Linked DNA regions of Mus musculus: region 1 is linked to region 2. Evidence: chromatin contacts called from public Hi-C data. All regions are on one chromosome and are shown on one strand. The core of a region is the stretch at or near the end of the contact, and the rest is flanking DNA. Distances in the headings are between cores, read along the strand shown. Region 1 has its middle 5.9 kb from the start of Gm13580. Region 2 holds the start of Wdsub1 (WD repeat, SAM and U-box domain containing 1).

Evidence for each region. Hi-C and Micro-C count contacts between places; a contact is called where the count stands out from the background.
Region 1: a contact with region 2 is called in a Hi-C map of the G1E-ER4 cell line, with 2.4 times the contacts expected there. The contact joins the enhancer-like site here to the promoter of Wdsub1 in region 2. A contact is called at or near these places in 7 of 39 promoter capture datasets (the 3T3-L1 cell line, 3T3-L1-derived adipocytes, the C10 cell line and 4 more), 2 of 15 datasets of contacts at CTCF or cohesin (large pre-B cells and pro-B cells), 4 of 484 Hi-C or Micro-C datasets (the G1E-ER4 cell line and embryonic stem cells), 3 of 115 datasets of contacts at active chromatin or transcription factors (embryonic stem cells and large pre-B cells) and 4 of 9 other capture datasets (adipose tissue, embryonic stem cells, liver and 1 more).

Annotation. Positions count from the first base shown.
Region 1 is chr2:60,404,313-60,407,012 of GRCm38.p6, reverse strand. No RefSeq gene overlaps it. Among named protein-coding and RNA genes, the nearest start is that of Gm13580, 5.9 kb to the left of the region's middle. Within about 2 kb of position 1,337, at least 11 of the 459 cell types and tissues checked have an H3K27ac peak or open chromatin away from gene starts, as enhancers often do. A contact at or near this core is called in the G1E-ER4 cell line, where this site is marked.
Region 2 is chr2:59,881,217-59,883,916 of GRCm38.p6, reverse strand. It overlaps Wdsub1 (WD repeat, SAM and U-box domain containing 1), which reads left to right and starts at 1,311. Exons shown (of 11, transcript NM_001379396.1): 1 at 1,311-1,439. Gm52554 (a long non-coding RNA gene) reads right to left here and starts at 1,238. Exons shown (of 3, transcript XR_003954039.1): 1 at 1,225-1,238.

The sequences.
Region 1 (2,700 bases), core at 88-2,587, 520 kb before region 2:
CATGAAAATATCCAGAGCAGGGGTATGAAGATGGGGAAGCATTGAACACCACAAGAGATCACGCAGTGGTTTTGGACCTTACACATAGATTGAGCGCCTAGGGAGTACGTTAGGACTGGACTGTGAGTGGTCACCTGGGAGAGTTTCCTCGTTAACCCAGGGCTACTGAAGCTACCGGAAAGGGCAGGTGAGATGCCGTGTACTCTAATCAAGTTCATTCCGTAAACAGCTAGGGACAGGAGACATATGGCAGTTGTTCCGACAAGAACAAAGTACTAACGGTATGAGGAAAAGGAAGCGTTGTGAGTTACAGGGCAGGAAAAATAAACAGAACGTGGGACTATTTATTGGCCAGGGATGTAAGGGATGGAGAAGGTTGAAATTTTACATGAAGAGTGTTCCGGCAGGAAGAGAGAAATAATAGTTATCAGGATGAAACTTAACGTATCTGGGTTAATCTTGATAATTTTGCTATCAGGATCTCATCCTGGGCACGTGCACTTGATAACGGGAGATTAAAGGGAAGAGAGAGAGAAGGGGAAATGGAGAAAAAGGCCAGGAGGCCATTCATACCTGGGAAATAAGTGAATTTTCCAAAGGTGGAAGTGTAGGTGGAGGCAGGTAGGCAAGAGTAGAATGTCCAGAAAACCTTCACTCAGGAGTGAGAAAGAAAAGAAAATGTGCTGGCCACATATCTTAGGAGCATACCACAGCCCCCACCCGTAGGCAGATTTGATAGGATAGGAGTACATGTTAGAGAACAGAGATTAGAAAATGAAAGGGGGGGGGGGAAAGAAGGAGGAGGAGGAAGGCAGCTGTGAGCTCAGACAAACTCAAGGAGGCCACATGAATGGTTTGCTGAGACCATCATGGTCATGTCTGTGGTGGCTGCAGGAGGCAGGGCACATCAGGGCTGACATTACACTGTCAGTGGTCCTGAGTTCTTGTTTCATCTTCCTCTAGAAATTATTTCTGATTTCCCATGCAACAGTCTTGGTGGGTGGCACACCAGTTGGAGTCTAGTACTGTAGCAAGAAGAGGAGGGGAGTAGAAGAAAATGGGGAGGGAGGAGGAAGGGAAAGGAGGGGAGAGGAGAGGAGGGGAGGGGAGAAGAAAGGGAAGGGGGAAGGGAGGGGAGGGGAGGGGAGGGGAGGGGGAGGGGAGGGGGAGGGGAGGGAAGGGAAGGGGAGGGGAGGGAAGGGAAGTGAGAAGGGGAGACAAAGACAAGGAAGAAGGAAGAGAGAGGAGGAGAGAGAAGTCACAGCCTCCATCTGTACCCCATGGATTCTACGACCTTCCCACTACTTCTTCAAACAGAGACAGATCAGGAAGTTGGCAAATATCCACTAAGGCAAGGAGGAAGAAAGGCAGCAAAGAAATCGGTACTGCAGTCTCATAGGAGAGGAGAAAGGCGTGGTCACATGATCACTGTATCAAACACAATTTGGATGCCCAGGAGGATGTAGCAAAGGGTGGTTCACTATTGGCAGTTAACGTCATGGGCCAGCGGTCAATCCAAGGGTGAGAAAGTAAAAGCCAGCCTTCAAGAAAATAGTAGAGGCTGAGTGAGGTCTGTACTTCAACTCCCCTTCTTAAATGTGGAGGAAAGGACTAGGGGTGGTGGTTCCAGAAAGCTCCTGAAGGCCCCCAAGTCACGAGCTACTGCCAGTGTTCTTGTTTTCCCACTAGCATTGGATGGTAAGACCTTCCTGCTGAAGACACCTCACATGTAGGTCACTGAAATAAGACAAGTCAAGCTATAACTGAGCTAGGAGCTTCCTCCCTACTATGTAGCCCTCATACTGTTGGAAGCTGTTATACAGGCTGCAGGAGACACTCTGATCAACAGTCATGCTCAGCTGTGGTCTCTGCGTATCATAACATTGACTATCCAAGCAACAGGAGCACTCTGGCGCAGTAGCAACATGGCTGTTATAGGGTGCAATCACTTTCCGATTGGCTCTGAGGCCCACTCCACAGGAAGGAACTCATTTCTGCTACTGTGAAGCCCATCAAAGGCTAGGGGAGTCACATGACCTAGTATGGACTCCACTGCTATCGGTCTACTAACTGGGAGTAATGTGCTTCTCAATTTTGCCTTCTAAATATTGTTTTGTGCCCATGTAGATTAGTACCGCTGTCTTCTGTGATAAGAGAGGCTCGTTTTCTAAGTGGGCAGTGGGTGACTCATAGCTGGTCACGTGCTAAGAATTAAATTGACTGCTAAATGCTGAACCCTAAATGGGACATCTATGTCAATGCCTGAAAGGGAACATCGTAGAAGACGGGGTGGGAAGGCTACAGGAACTGGATGAAGCAACGGAGCATTGTAGAGTGGAATCTTCCTGGAATGACGTGGTTTTATGCTCTTGAACTCTCAGCATCTTTGAGTGTACACGACACGCATGAGATTGCGTGAGTGGATATTCTGTCAGGGGAGGAATGTGGAGCATGAGGCTAGCCCTCCCCGAGGATAAAAATGCAGTTAGTGTTGCTGAGAGGAAAAGGCATTTTCCTCAGTGGTAGTGTGCCCACCCACTTTGCCTGTGTCATCACTACTGCCTGTTGGGGTTCATTCTCAGAGCCTGATTCTCTGGCCTTCCGGCAAGTTTCCAAACCTATGTATACCCAGAGGCCTGCCTCCTAGTTAGCAAGCTGACAATATTACCATCACAAAGAACTGATTGGAAATGGGGAGGG
Region 2 (2,700 bases), core at 62-2,561:
AGCAAGAGCAACTTGGGGAAAGGGTGGTTCACTTTGGCTCACAGTTCCAGAGGATAAAGAGCATCGTGACAGGGAACATGGGCAGCACTGCCTGGGGAAACTGGTCACATTGCATCCAAGTCAAGAAAGAGATAAACACTGGTGCTCCTTTTTCTTCAGCCCAAGTCACCGAGTGGGATGGTACCACCACAGTTAGGGTGGACCTTTCCACCTCATTAGCCTAATCAAAAAAATCCCTCACAGCCATGTCCAGAACTTTGTTTCCATGGTGATTCTAGCTCTGGACACATTGACACTATTAACTATCACCTAGGTTTCTTTCATAGATTTCACAGATTTTACTAAGATAATAGCCAGTCAAATTGATGGAGATGTGCTGCATCCTTGCAACGGGCCTCAAAGGAAAGAAGGCGTGACAGACACACATCCACAGAATCTGGGATGACATGGTCTGGGCTCTCTCATGGAAAAGGCTGCAGAACCCTGGGAACCCAGCCTGTTTAATACATACAGTTGGACACAGAGAGGGGTTACAGTTCAACATATAGCTGAATTAAGATGGCAGGGTTTATAGTATACAGCTGAACAAGGAGACAGGCTTAGCTCATCACTAGGAGCAGTCTCTGTGGGGGACCAGTCTTCAGGCGGTAAACATCCAGGAGGACAAAGCTAGAGAGGACATTTCTGCACACCCCGTTAACGTTAGAACGTCAGACAGGAGGGGTGGCTTTTCCAGTCCCATGGCTCTAAGGCACTGGGCTCCTTGATACGGCTATGCCCATATCAAACAAAATACACATTCACCAGGGCTCCAGTCACTATGGAGATAGAAAAAGATAACACTCAAGTCTGGCAAGAATGTGGAGAGACAGGCACCACTCTACATATATCATTCAGAGTACAAACCATGCCAAGTACAAACAACCCAGAGCCACTGGGTACTTGGTATGTAACGTAAGTCTGAAAATTCTTTAGGCTCATACACCCAGTAGTTCCATTTCTATTTAGCTCTAGTTGAGGTTCAGAAGTGTGGATAGAGATCTAAGTACGAAGGAGCTTAATCTAACTTTTTTTTTTCTGTGAGCAAAAAAGTTAAACTACCATTCGGCAGTATGATATAGTCCCATTTGGACCATTAAGCAAAACAAAACCCAAAACAAACAAGAAAAAAAACCAACTTCCAGGTAAATTACCACAGCCAAAGCCCACAGGGAACCGGCCTACCGGAGCTGCCGCGGGCACGCATGCGCGGGCATGGGCGCGGGGTGGGGCTTGCGCGGCTCTCCCTGCGCCGCAGCCACGCCCACCTCAGTTAGGTAACACGTGACCCAGTGAGTCGGGCTCTGCCTAGTGAGCAGCCCAGCCCAGCAGCCCAGCTCGGGGCCCAGCCCGGGGCCGAGCCCGGGGCAGTGCAGACTTGGTGACCTCAGAACCCGGAGGTGCGTGACCTCGACCCCGGAGCCGCGCAGGGGAGGAGCCGCCCGGAGGCGGGACTCTCAGTCCGGGTGCGAGGGAAGTGAGTGTGGGCTGCACGCCAGGTGGCGTTGGGGCGGGGGCAGGACCGGGCCACCGGGTGGGCTGCGGTCACGCACACCCCACTGGCCTGCTGGCTCGCCCGGCCTCTTGTGCGCCGAGAGAGAGAGAGCGGGAGCCGGTTCGGAAAGTCTCTCGCTGCATTGGCACTCCGGGGATTTGGACCGGCTCCAGAAAGCTCCATCTGAGCTTGTTTTCCGAGAACCTGTTGGAGTGTTTCTGCTTGTTTTGTTTTGTGAGGCTATGAGAGACCTGGAGGGAAGGCTGCTGAACTTTGGGAAGAAGATGAAAATGAAAACATTTACTTATTTATTTGTAGAGATTTCCGTAAACTAGATGAAGACAAGAGATTATCCATTTTACAAGTCGAGGTCACGTCTGTTTCTTAGGGATGGTTTCAGCCGCGATTGTTACTCGTTTGTTGGTTTTCTGAGACTAGTTAGGTAGGCTTTACCTCCTTGTTTAGCTGAAGGTGATCTTGAACCCCTGATCCTCGTCCTGCCTCTGCCTCCCTAGTGTTGGTGTTACAGGCTCAGGCCAGGATGCCCGGCACTAATTTTTAATTATACTGTTTTTCCACAGTTAGATTTTTGTTTTGGAAGCTTTACTTTCTAAATCATTCCATGCTAGATTTCATATGTAACATTTAAAAGCAAACTCAACTATATTTGGAACGGAGTTTCATTTGAGCACGTTAGGTACCTAGCACTGCCTTGCATGCTGTGGTTGCAGAGATAAGCAATATGGACAGGGTGCCTACTTCTTTGTGGTCACTGGCGGTGGGAATGCACACAGGGGCTGCCGCTGCAGGAATCAGTATGAAGCATTCTCAGAAGACTGACATTCGACCTGCCTGTACAACATCTTATGTAGCCAAAGATCTAAGTCCTACCACAGAGATACATGCACTGTGTGCGGTACAAGGCTGCATACCACAAGAAATGGAACTGATCTAGATGACTGTTGCCAGTTGGATTTTTTTAAACTGATACAAATGGATTTTTAAAATCGGTACATATACACAATAGAATTTTACTTTGCCACAAAGAAAAATGAAATCATGATATTTGTGGGAAAATGTTGGAACTAGAAATGACCCTGCTAAGTGAAATAAGCCAGACTCACACAAATGCTGGTCAGCCTTGGATACCTGAACACAATGCCCCC